Linked DNA regions of Gossypium arboreum: region 1 is linked to region 2. A link is a contact called in public Hi-C data. All regions are on one chromosome and are shown on one strand. Each heading gives the region's core, a stretch centred on a gene start, on an enhancer-like site or on the middle of the called end of the contact. The rest is flanking DNA. Distances are from core to core; before and after follow the strand shown.

Region 1 (6,966 bases), core at 552-3,051, 300 kb before region 2:
GGTAAACTTGCAGCCCGTTCATCCTTAGAACTCCCATCAAATGACAAATCATGAGCTGCCCTAGAAGAGGTACAAGACAAAGATGATGTGTGGATATTTTTCATCCTTGGACCAAAAGGAAGATTATATCCGGTATTTCTCTGCACTGCGTCACAAAAATTGTACCCACAAACAAGACGATTGTTGCGCTGTTCTTGCTTTCTCAAAATCAGGCTAGCTTTTTGGCAACTGCTTTGACTTCGATCAGCAAAATAAACCCCACTAGGTTTCAAGAAGTCCAAGCCATTCCCACAACTTGCTACCAACTCATCCATATAAACATCTCCGAAAACAGCCTTGGAACTAGACACAGCCATTGTTTTTGCCCTAAGACAAAACAGGTTCCGAATACAACTATTATCAGATAGAGATTTACCAGAGTAAGAGAAAGACTGAATCAACCCTGAATTCACAGACAAAAATTTGAGCTGTCTAAGCAATGAACTTGCTGAGTCGGACAACGGAACTTGTTTTCCTGTAAGAGACCTTTGAAAACCAGTAAATACAACAGGTTTTAGCTTAGAAAACACAACTGCTGGCATCTTTAACCCTTATATCAAGTTCCCTTAATTCAACCACCGTTTGAGAGAATACCAGACCTTGTATTGCAAACAAAAGGCTATACGTTGACACGCGTGTAACCACCTACCAGCAATTTCCTCTAAGGAAGCATATTTGTCTCAATACCTGAAATAGCAGACAAAATAGAGGTATATTATATTATATGTATTATGTACATTAAGGTTTGGGCTTTAGGAGCGTAGCAAAGATGCATAAGCTCACAAAATTCAACAACAAAAAGGAAAGAATGGGAAGAGTTGAAATCACTTAAGCTACTCACATGGCTCAAGAATTATTCAAATTGCATTTAGATCAAAAAATAATAATAATATATTAACTGGATTTTAACAAAAATAATAATATTACTCATGAAAAATGGTTTTGGATACATTGTTTTTTATTCTTTTCTTAGCAACTTTTGAGCATTAGAAGAAACGAGTAACCAAAACATAGCTTAAGTGTACAAATGCCTTTTTAAAGTTAAATATTTCTGGCATACAATAAAAAGAAAACATATGAATTCTGCATACATCAATGACAAAAACACATGGATAATTTTAAATTTTTAATCATCAAAAAAGAAGAAAAAAAAAACGTAGGTAATTTAAAGAATCTAAATGCTGAGAAATATAATTCACAAAAACTAGAACTCTCAACAACTACCTACAAACTACAGACAATAGCCAAATAAAATGCAGAACTTGATAATGAAAGAAAAAAAAAGAACCTGTTGAAGCGGCTTAATCTGGTATTATTCGACACCTGAATGTTAGAGACAAAAAGGAAAGAAAGCAAAGAGAAAGAAAGAAGAAAGAAGCTCCGAAGAAAGACCTAAACGAGAATCGACGATCTCCGGAGCTTCTTCGCTGCCTCTCCCTCTCCCTCTCTCCCTCTCCCTTCGGCTCTGCGGATGCTGCGGATGTTTCACTTTTTCAGGGCAAGCGCTGTATTGAGGATAAACACGTGATACATTCTTGGACACGTACCCAACCCAACCCTCTATTCTTAGGACTTAAATGTATTTATTTCAAGTTCTTCCACCTAGATTTAATAGAAAAAAAAATAGATTTAATAGAAAATATTAATACCATAATTAAATTATGGTTCATAAGTTATAAGAAATGATTAATTTTATATAGAAAAAATATATGAAAGTTGTGAGTAACTATGTTCTATACTTGCATGCTTAATTTTTTGTGTAAGTTTTCAACTCTTCAAGTGCAGTTGTTAATAAGTGAGTTTTAGTTTTGCTCAGTTTATTAATTTTAGATTAAATTGTATTAATTTCTAACCTACTTATAATGTAATAGTTTGATTTTGTATTATAATTAACTTTTAACTATCTATTTTAATACTTTAATATTTATAATTACTTCAACTTATATTTATATTTTGATGGTATTTTATTTATTATAGAAAAATTGGAACCCACAACAAGAGTGTGAGATATGAGGTGACGGTCAGTGGGAGGTTGGTGACTGACTATTTTTATAATATAGATTAAGCAAAGGTGGGGCGTGGACGGGTGGGTGCAATAAACAAATGGAGGGTTAGCGAAGCGGGGAGTTGAAGAGCGACGAGGTCCGTTCTTTTTTTAGGTTTGGGGTACAGCAAGGTTGTGGTGGTGGAGTCGCCTCATCCAAAAGTTTTGTCTCTACCTAGATATAAGTTTTAGCTATTGGATATCAAAATTTCTTTCTAAAAAAAAATCAATTAAATGATACTAATAAAAAGGGCTACATCAATCAATTAATCAGTTGAGTAATGCTAAAAGCTTCTTCTTCTTTTTTTTTTTCTTTTTGCGTAATGCTAAAGGCTATAAGAAATGGTAAAAAAAATGCTCCAAAATCAATGGAGCCCATTAATGGATTATTTGGCCCAAATAGGAAAGAAAAGGGAAAACACCCAGTTAAACATCTTATTCGTTGTCTATATGGTCCTGAAGCCCAATAAACCATTACGGTTTACAAAAGTCGAACTATTCTTGGAATTACATTACTTGAGTTCAACAAATAACCAAACAAATCCATTATTTTCATATAACTTGGGCAATAGTCTACGTACTAGCAAACATAAAAATAAAATGGGATAAATGGTACGAAAGGGAAAACCCAGCACAAATTTACAGATCAGCAGAGTGGAAGATCAGGAGGTGGAGGTGGCAAATTCTGCATTTTGCCTTTCCCATTCTTCACTAGAAAAGCCATTGACAGTCCCCATGTTGTGTGCACTTCCAGATGGCAATGCATGAACCTCATTCCTGAATTATTCATTACAGTTAATAAAGTAATCAAGGTGACAAAATAAAAACAAAACTGAATGAAAAATTTTATGGTTTTTAGCTATGAAATTCACCTGGATTATCAGCTCTGAATCGAATGACTGCCCATCTGCCTTCTGGCACACCCACTGTGTTCCTATAGGGAGGAAGGATTGTACAAGTTAAGAAGTGCAGTGGTGGAGTTATAGTTGCCAAGACCAGTGCCCAACAAGTAGAAGCTAAAGCCGTGAAGGTGTATGGGATGCTTCTCAGTTCCTACTGTGCCAGTGTCTTGAAATATGACTTGAACTGCCCAACCATGTTCCAAGATACTAACTTGAGTCCCTATTGCGGATTGTGTATCGACACTAATGTTATTGGGAGCCCCATTTACAAAATCATACATCTTTTCTGGTTTATCAGGGAAATCCGTACTATAATATCCTTGTAAATTATTGTAATAAGCATTCAGAAGAGACACCATTGGTCTTCGAAAAGTTACATTGTTGACTGAAGCCGCAAAGATTCCCCCATCAGGCCCCTGGCATCTATCAGAGTCAGGTGCGTCGCAGCTGAACGCGTTGAGTCCAATTGTCGATTGTCAAAGGAACATCAACAGGGGACCATTGGTGGTTTGGGTATAGCCTTTTGACTTGGTCCGAGAATGCTTGAACCGATGCAGTGTCATTTACATTAGGTATGATTGGTTCAAGAGGTGTCATCGACGTTTCACACGTGACTTCTGAGCTAATTTGTCTACTTTCACTGTGGGTGATGCATAACGGAGAATCCCACAAGAAGTTTTCATCAAGAAGGGGACGTTTTTGGCTGGCATGTAAGGGGCCATTGCCATGTATTTGCCAATGGACAGGTCTGCTTTGAGCAAGACGTTGTATGTCTGGCCTGGAGTCAGCATTAGGAACGTGGTTTTGAAGGGTTTTGTGTATTCTCCATCAGTTTCCACTACAGTCATAGTATGGTTAGCCACCATGAAAAAGTGCTCCATGTTAAGGGCTGCATTGATGATTCTGAGAAGATAGTTCTTCCCTTTTGAAACATTAATGGTGTATACATCTGCACAATATTAAATGAAAAGAACCCCCCACAGACCAACCATCAGTAGTTTTAACAGTAATGGAAATTAAGATATACTTGTTTGTTCAGTGCATTTAAAAGACCATATATACCATCTCTAGAACAGTTATGGAGGGGACCAGGAAGACCATTCAAAGTGTAGGCATCTGACCCTGGGGGACCTCCTCCTGATTCTTTCACATGTCTTTCCAAGCCCTGGACGTCTCGAAGCCAGTACTCTCCTGTCCAAACAACACCGCTTGGTTAAAATCATGTCGAGTTTCTGATACATGCAGATGAATCCTTGCGGATCAAGGTAGCTTGGTGAATACGAAATGGATTACCTAGTATAATGACATGCTCTTCAACGGGAGGCTGAAATGGATAACCTACTCCTTGCTTGGGGTAGATAATGAGGGGACCATGAACCGTTGCTCTTAGCCATGATATGTAAGCATGCCAGAAGAGTGTGCCCCGTTGGTTCAACAATGTAAACCTGTATTTGAAATTCTGGCCTGCTTGGATCGGACACTGAGTTATGTAGGCAGGGCCATCAAACCAGCATGTTAGCCTTCGGCGGACCCCATGCCTTTAATAAGAAACCGAACCAACATATGTCACTCCTATGCTTACTAGCAATATGGTGAGCTAAACAGCTAGAGGAGGAAAAAGAATGAAGTAAATTTACTGATCAACTTTCTTACAAGTGAATTGAAATGTTGTATGGAGTAAGATTCGAGACCTTGACGACCACAGTGTCGTCTTCCCAAGCATAAATAGTAGGTCCAGGATACATACCATTGACAGTGAGTATAGTTGATGTTTTGCACAGTTTTGTAATAGAGGCTGTTTGAACCTGTTAACTCACTGAGAGGTTTATTTCAACTTCAAAGACAACTCACAACTCATATGCAAAGCTGAAAATTGAAGATTATGAGTTATACTTTACAGAAAAAAAAAAATTGTCTAGATCAAGTTCAGCAATTTTATTTTTAATCCTCAACATTACTTATTCTAGGTAGTGACATTACAAGGAAAATAGTTATATCAAGATTTTTTTTTTTTAAATTTGAAAAGCAGAATAAATAATGATAATGAGGGCCCAGCTTAATTGATAAGTCGACAACCAGACATTAATGCTCTAGCAACAGCGAAAAGAGGGATGGATGCATCAATGCCTCGTTATTATCCGCACAGGATTGCATTAAGCATCACCTTGAAGTCATAATATCTTGTAACACTCGCTTTATGCCATGCTTCAAGAACACCTCCAATAATGGAGAAGAAAAGAAGAAACAACAAAAACCTGCAACAACTATTTTCCAACTGATTTCTTGGCATTCCCATACACCCAGAAAAGAAATCAAGGGGACCAATTTATACCAACAACAAATTGGTCCTTGAAAATCCATGTTTGGAGCAGTTGAGAAAAAAACTAGTCCTAACATTCTTGATAGTAGGAAACAAGTTTCTTCTTCAATGGTTTGGTAGACTGTCATTGTATTGAGCATGTAAGAGAGATTATGGTTCCAGGGGCTTCTGAGATGAGTCATCAATTGTTTCTTAGTATTTGTATTCTTGAAAACCTAATCAAATGTTAAAAACAGGACACATGCTTATGACGAAGTATTCATCTCCAAATGGAATTCGTAAATGCAGAGAAATATGGTGGTTGCTGACTGTATCTACCTTGTATTGCTATATCATGTCTTCTAATTTGGAGCAGTATATGAAATTGGGGTTCACAGTTACATCTCCAACCATTCGAAATTATTGATGCTGTGGCAGCTAAAAATCCAGGAACAACCAGACAAGTCAGATTTTTATTGTTAAGGGGAAATCAACTCATTTAATGTTTTATTAACCATTTGTTGCTTATTATATTGCTTCTACTTAACTACTACCACTAAGATTAAATAAGTAAAATTCAAGTAAAAGTTAAAGAGGGTAGATTTTTATTTTGCCTGAAATTGAAAAACAAAGAGAAGCAAGATTTGGTCAATGGAAGCAAAGGGAGCATAATGTCTTTAATCTATTAACCATATACACATTTATATACAGAATTTTGCAATGTTATGTGGATAATCTAGCTCTAAAGCAACTTAACATAAAAGACATTAAATTTATGCCTTTTAAGAGTTTTTCAATATAAATTTTATATTTGGTTAATTGTTTTATTTTAAAGATAATGACGTTGAAGAGAGCTTAGAAGGTATATACACCCAAAAAGCCGGCATGCAATTTTCTCCTTTATCATCACATTCATTGACTTGGGTGCTCAAGTGTCTGCATTAATATTGTAGCTAGCCATGATATGGGTTGGAGGACCCTCCACAATGTAAGACGTTTTCCCTCTTTTGCAGACCTCAAATCATTTCAACAACTCCTCCATCCTCCATGACTTTTTTTTTTTTGTTGAAGAACATCCTCTAAGACATTATTAACTAGTTTGGAATTGATTAGAGCTTAACAATCTTTACATGAATAAAATTTAACTAAAATGAACCAATCTCTTACTGCAACTGTATATATATATATATATGTAGGATTGTAAAGGAAATGTTTGGCTTTTTGAAGTTTCAACCCAATATTTAAGCTTGCTTATGTTTTCTCAGCCCACTTATTATTGACACCACCCCAAATTAAACAATTCGACTTATTTTCCATATTTCATGCTTATGATATGATAATAAACAAAAGGGTTTTGCTTAACTCCCCGAGTTCTCGTTTGCTTTCATGATCTGGTTTACCTCATGGAAAACTACAGCTCATTCACTTCTCAATTCTTTTTTTTAGAAAATGGGAAAGAATAGCTAAGTGATCATCTTATAGTTCCCAGGCTTTGATAAAATATAAGATAAACAATGTCGAAATGTCTCCACTTCACCCAAATCATTTTTTTAGAGATGTTACTCTTTCAGCAAGCTTTATACATTAGGTATCCTAATAAATTTGGTTCTAGTATTTAACCTTTTACACAGACGGGCATTTTCGCCTTTGTTGTGTACAAGGCAGCAGAACAATAAAAAAAA
Region 2 (6,490 bases), core at 3,262-5,761:
ATATTTGATTCTTGGATAATTTGAGTGGAAACGATAGAACCGGAGACATATATAGAAATAAAAAGTAGTCTTCGAGGCACAGATGACGCTTTCTAAAGAGAACTATTTGTCCCCACACAAAGTTGCTAAAGGGTTAAGACAAAAGTCCTCTCAAGATACAACGAAGTTTTGATTTTCCTTTGATTAGCAAAATTAAGGAATTCCTTAACTCTCACTCTAGTTTCTGAAAATAGGATTGATTGTAATTGTCATTTGTGAGCACCATAGACCATCTATTTAGATGCACTCAAAGGATACTATTTTGAAGAATCATAACCCTTCATGTTGGACATACTTCTTAAAAGAAATATGTCCAATGAAAATGCATCCATTGAATAATAAATTATCACTTTCAAAATGTATCTATTGAATGATAATTATCACTTTTCAAAATTGAGTAAGTGCTCATCAAAAATTAAATTTACGATCTATAATTTCCAACACTTAAATCTTGCTTTGCTTTCCCTCAAGTGGTAGATGACTATTACAAGAGTAGTTTGCTTTGTGTAATATGGCTTGCCTTTATATCAAGTGTGCATACCCTATTTTTGGTTATAATCTCAATGTATTTAAGATAATCATATCCCTTCCTTTATATAGATATTACAATCAATGATATTATCTTAAAAAAAGTATTTTACACAAAAGAAATATATTAATATTTTGCTTTTAAGTGGTTGGTTGAGTACATAATGTAATCATAACTATACTTCTCAGGAGGAAAAAGGCAAATTTCAAATTAAAATTCAATTGCTACAAAAGAGTTGAATTATTTCGTTAAGGAAAAAGAAAAAGAAAAAGAGAAAATAGTTGAATTCTTTGTTAGTTAAGTAAATCCACACCCCCTTTCTTTCTCGCGGTAGTAAGAAAGAGTAAATAACAATCACCGATGAAGTGTCCGTATTGCTCGGCGGCGCAAGGTCGGTGCGCCACCACGACAACCGGCCGGTCCATAACGGAGTGCACATCTTGCGGACGTGTCGTCGAAGAGCGCCAATTCCAAAACCACCACCTCTTTCACGTGCGTGCCCAAGATACCCCTCTCTGCCTCGTCACCTCCGACATCCCTGCTCCAGCTTCCGCTTACCAAATCCACGAAGACGACCCCTTTGAGCCCACGGGATTTATTACGGCCTTTGCCACATGGTCCCTCGAACCCAACCCACTCTTCCTCCGCTCCTCTCTCTCCTTTTCGGGCCACCTGGCGGAGCTCGAGCGGATTCTAGAACTCTCTTCGTCTTCAGCCCCTTCGGCAACTTCGTCTTCGACGGTTGTGGTGGATAATTTGAGAGCGTATATGCAGATTCTTGACGTGGCGTCGATTTTGGGGTTGGATTGTGATATATCGGATCACGCGTTTCAGTTGTTTAGGGATTGTTGTTCGGCTACCTGTTTGAGGAACCGGAGTGTTGAGGCGCTGGCTACTGCTGCTCTTGTTCAGGCCATTAGGGAAGCTCAAGAGCCTCGAACCCTCCAGGTAATTTTACACATCTGAGTGGGTTTTAAAGTTGACTTGTTTATGCTAAAGTAGTTCAGTGTTAAGGCGGATTTAGTTGAACGTTACATTACTAGGAATCAAGTTAATCTGATACCACAGCTGAGAATTGTGCCTGTTTGCGGTTTTAAGACCCCTTGATAAATTTGTGAAGCTTAATGTATGTGTATCTGTACATATGCTACGCTGGATTTTGTAACATAGCTATTCGTTTATCCTGTAGATAATTTGGTTTGTTCCAAGTGTTTGCATATTTTGTTGATTACTTGTGGAGTGAGAATTGAGAAAGAAATGAGTGACAATCTGCATATTAGGTTCTCAACTTCTGCTTGTAGAGTTTGAGATATGCATCTTGTGGTCTTTTCCTTTAGTATACACGGGACCTAAATCTTATCGCTGGTTACCTTTCTTATAAAGTTTTGTACCTGTAAATCTTGTGACCTTATTTTAAGCTACTGCTAAAGTTTGTTAGATATCATTCTTCAGAGTAATGCGAGATTTCAGTTGGCCAAGAGGTCGTTGCCTGGTCGCTCTTATGAATAAATGAGAGTTTGATTGGTATGGAAATGAAAAGTTTAAGTTGGGAGTTGAGTGGAGAGGAGAACTGCGCAAGCCTTAAGGTAAATCAAGAGAATGATTACTGCGTATGGGTGAAAATTTATGAGGATTTGAGTTGATGGAGAATAACATAAAATAGAAACCTAGAGTTCTGACGTGTAGAATTCCTTAGAATAAGATTTTTAAAATCTTGGAACTAATTGCTTATAGTTTTGTTTTCAATGTTGTTTTAGTACTTTGACCCTTGAAATGGAAAAGTGGTCAAAGTAAAGAGTGAGCACTTGACTGTTAACAGAGATGATTTTGCTTGGGTAGACCGTATCCAATGACATGAAATCACTATTGCATGTGGTACTCCCCACCCCACCTTTTTCTTTTATCTCTATTGCTTTTGTAAAATGACAGGAAATCTCTATTGCTGCCAATGTACCCCAGAAAGAGATTGGCAAGTACATCAAGATCCTGGGAGAAGCTTTACAATTAAGTCAACCTATCAATAGTAATTCTATATCAGTTCATATGCCCAGATTTTGCACTCTCCTTCAGCTCAATAAATCCGCGCAGGTACCTTTCGGTTCAAGAGTCGCAGCTTGGACCTGTAGTTGATGAAGTTGAATTGTAGCTGAATTGTAGCTATTGCCAATATAACCCTTTGCAGATAAATGTTAAAAGAAATTAAAAATTGTTTAAAATTGGATAGGACTTGTGAGAAATCATCTTGCAATGGATACAAGTTGTCAGGAAAGTTTTACTAAGATTATAAATTTATTCACTGTATAATTCATCAGTATCTGTATGTGGTGGCTTAAACATTATGTATGAATAAATCAAGTTGTGATGCCTATGGATTCTTTTAGAAACGGTACTTGATTTATGTGTTTCCATAAGATCCTTCTATTATAATCTGATTTCCGGTGAAGAAGGATATGATGAAGTATTCCTCATGTCTTCAGGAGCTGGCAACTCATATCGGAGAAGTTGTGATCAACAAATGCTTTTGCACTCGCCGAAATCCGATTAGTATATCTGCAGCTGCTATATATCTGGCATGCCAATTAGAAGACAAACGGAAGACGCAGGCTGAGATATGTAAGGTGACAGGTCTCACAGAAGTCACCCTCCGAAAAGTCTACAAGGAGCTATTAGAGAATTGGGATGATCTACTTCCGTCTAATTATACTCCAGCTGTCCCTCCCGAGAAAGCATTTCCTACAACTACAATTGCCACAGGCCGATCTTCAGTGCCTAGAGTTGATTCAATTGATCTGAGTTCTACAGCAGACCGAGATAAGCAGCAAGACTCAAAGCCAATTAAGCCTAATGACGTGTCAGAAGCCGGCCTTCAAGCTAGAGGCAAAGATGATGCAGAAAACAATGGAAATTCTTCTGGAACCCATGCTGCTATGTTGAACCGGCCACCACATTTCAGGCAGCCCTGGCTTCAGTTTGGGGCTCCCGGTGTTAGGACGGTAGGAGATAAAAACCAGACTACCATTGGAGGAGACATTAGAGAAGCACAACCAAGCTGTCCAGAGTCGGAACATAAAGTAGATATGCCAAAGACAGATACCAAGGGTGCTAGTAGTTCCCTAAGGCCCAGCCAATTCTCAAGCTCTCCTGCTTCAAATGTGAGTACCATCACTTGGCCATTTCGTTCGCCAGCCTCATCAGGGCCTTCGCCAAACATGCCTATTGTGCATCCTCCAAAGTTGCCACCAGGTTTTGCTGAGCTTAAAGGATCCGGGACTCAAAATGGAAGTAAAGTTACCAATCCGAGTGGAGATTCCAAATGATAATTTAGAACTGGTCCTGGCTTGAATTGTTGTCGAACATCATAATTAATAACGATACATTTATTCCTGTTTTATACACCTGCTTATACTTTCACTAGTTTTGCAGGATTAAAAATAACAGTCGTAATGTCACATTGCGATAGTTGTTTCATGGTTTACATCGATATTCAGTGTGGACAGTGATAGCATCATTTGTGCTTTCAGCGATGAGCGCCACGCTTCAGGGTTGCAATTTAAAATCTCCTTGGTGGCAAAGCTAAGAATTTATTCCCATTGCTGTGGTGTAGTGTTGTTATTTTACTACTGTCATTGTCATGGAAATTCTGAGTTTGGGCCATAGGAAGCTGGGCCTGCTAATTACAACGCCCGATGGCAGTTCCGTAATTTCCTCCAACTTAATAGGCATTCTCCTAATATTCCCGATATTTACAATCAAAATGACGTGTCAAACCTGCGCTCCAGTTCATTATCTCTCATCTGTCTACATCCTTCTCGAGAACAAACACACCAACCTGAAATTTCTACCGTTCATTTTATCCACGTCAACGATCCGTGTCTTCCTCAATCCATTGGTTCACCTTCGTCCAATAATTCACAAAACCACCTCCCCCGCTAAAACAAAACCGCAGCCACGAACCACGAGCCGTCTAGTTCCCCCCCCCCCACCCCCTCCGGTCCCACCTTCTCTGCTCGAGGTTTATCCCGACTCGTCCACTCTTATAACCAATAAAAAGAGAAAAGTGAGAGAGAGAGAGGGAGGAAAAAAAAAAGAAAAAAAAGAAAAAGGAGAGGAAATTGTTATGGTTCTTTTTATTTATTTAATCTCTGTGTTTGAGTTTTTATTCTCAAGTTTGGAACTTGAAAGAACAAATCCCGTACATCTGGTAAAAATAAAAATATTTAGGGTTTAAAGCCATCCGAAATAGATTAAAACAGAACAACCTCTCCTCGATCTTCAAAATCTAGGGTTAGGGTTTCGTTTAAGTTTTACTCAAAATTTGTAGTTTCCTCCATTTGAATTTCTTGTACTATTATTAACTTTCCTCTTTTCTGGAATGACACTCCATAATCTCGTCCCTTTCGAACCATCCTTTTGAACCATTTCACTTTAGAAATATAAGAAACAAGCTTTATATCTGGTATTTTGTTGATATAAATAGGGGCTATATGAGATAAAAACGGTGTGGAATTTGATGGATGAGATCTGGGAGAGAGCGGTGGAGACAGCGTTAGACGGGCAAGCGGACCACGCGGCGGTTAGAACCTTGACACTTGACGGTGCGGTGAAGTGTGTTCAAGGTCGCCTCCCGCCGCCGAGCCTTTTGGAAAAATTTGAGAATCTTCTACACCTTTCAATTGCCAATATCGGTGTTTCATCTCTAGAACAGTTTCCTCGTCTTCGAAATCTCCAGAAATTAATCCTTTCAGACAATAGAATAGCCGGTGGCCTAGAATTCCTCGTTGAAGCTGGTCTTGACTCGCTCCGGGACCTTGACTTGTCTAATAACCGGATTCAATATATAGAGGCTCTTGCCCCTCTTGCCCAGCTTAAGCTTGTTTCCCTCGATCTATATGAGTGCCCGGTTACCAGGGTCAAGGATTATCGATCTAGGGTTTTTGGGTTGATTAAATCGTTGAAATATTTAGATAAAATGGACGCCGAGGAAAATGAAAGGCCAGAATCGGATGATGAGGAGGAAGAGGAAGATGAAGAGGATGAGGATGAGGATGATGAAGATGATCCTGGGAGTGGGGAGGTTGATGGTGATGATAGGCAGTACAGAATGAATAACGGGCATAGTGAAGGAGGTGAAGGGATTGTTGATGTTGATGAGGATGAAGAGAGTGATGCAGATGAAGAAGAGACAGACACGGGTGGAAGGGTAAATGGGTTAGGCCATGAGGCCAATGGGTTTCGGATTGAGGAAGTAGGGAGAGCAGAAGATGAAGATGATGATGGTCATCATGAGAATGATTCAGGTGAGGAAGTTGATGATGAGGAGGAAGAAGATGTGGTGGAAGTTCATGATATTGAGGATAGTGATGATGATGAGGAAGATGGGGTAGAGGATGATGATGAGGAGGAGGATGAGGATGAAGAGGAGGAAGAGGTAGATAATGATGAAGGTGATTTTCCTGAGCCAGAGAGTACGGGGCATTTGATGAGCACGGAAGGGGAGATTGATGGGCATGAACATGGGGAAGATGGGGATGATAATGATCATGGTGAGACTGGTGAGGAAGAGTTAGGTGTTGAAGAGGATGGGGAATATGAAGATGAAGAAGAGGGTGAAGAGGAGGTGAGGTTTCATATTGCTTGCAATACTTACTACCAGTCATACTTCTATTGTTTACACTATTTGATTAACTTTAGGTTCTTTTCTTTTTCCTGCTTATTGCGTTGTTTTCTCATATAACTTGAGTTAATTGTTTGATTTAAGTGGCTTTTTTAGATTTTTCCCAAGTAAATATCTGGCTTGCTGCTATGTCTTGAATGCTGTTATTTTGTTATTCACTTTCTCACATACACTTGTCCCATGTGCTAATGTTTGCTTTCAAACATTAGGAAAAAAAATGCTGCGCTTCTGTCACACTGTTATACAAG

The links. A called contact is a pair of places that touch in the nucleus more often than the background predicts.
Region 1: a Hi-C map of leaf shows a contact between it and region 2, with 3 times the contacts expected there. The contact joins the promoter of LOC108465033 here to the promoter of LOC108473779 in region 2. A contact is called at or near these places in 2 of 5 Hi-C or Micro-C datasets (both in leaf).

What each region holds. Positions count from the first base shown.
Region 1 is chr11:28,213,948-28,220,913 of ASM2569848v2, reverse strand. LOC108465033 (probable protein phosphatase 2C 80) reads right to left here and starts at 1,801. Exons shown (of 6, transcript XM_053020883.1): 1 at 1,328-1,801; 2 at 457-726; 3 at 1-366. The coding sequence starts at 581. It overlaps LOC108465019 (zinc finger protein GAI-ASSOCIATED FACTOR 1-like), which reads right to left. Exons shown (of 4, transcript XM_017765320.2): 4 at 6,761-6,966. It also overlaps the pseudogene LOC108465025.
Region 2 is chr11:27,917,033-27,923,522 of ASM2569848v2, reverse strand. It overlaps LOC108473779 (acidic leucine-rich nuclear phosphoprotein 32-related protein-like), which reads left to right and starts at 4,511. Exons shown (of 2, transcript XM_017775530.2): 1 at 4,511-6,185. The coding sequence starts at 5,079. It overlaps LOC108474177 (plant-specific TFIIB-related protein 1), which reads left to right and starts at 692. Exons shown (of 3, transcript XM_053022052.1): 1 at 692-1,516; 2 at 2,528-2,656; 3 at 3,046-4,140. The coding sequence starts at 929. The coding sequence ends at 3,885.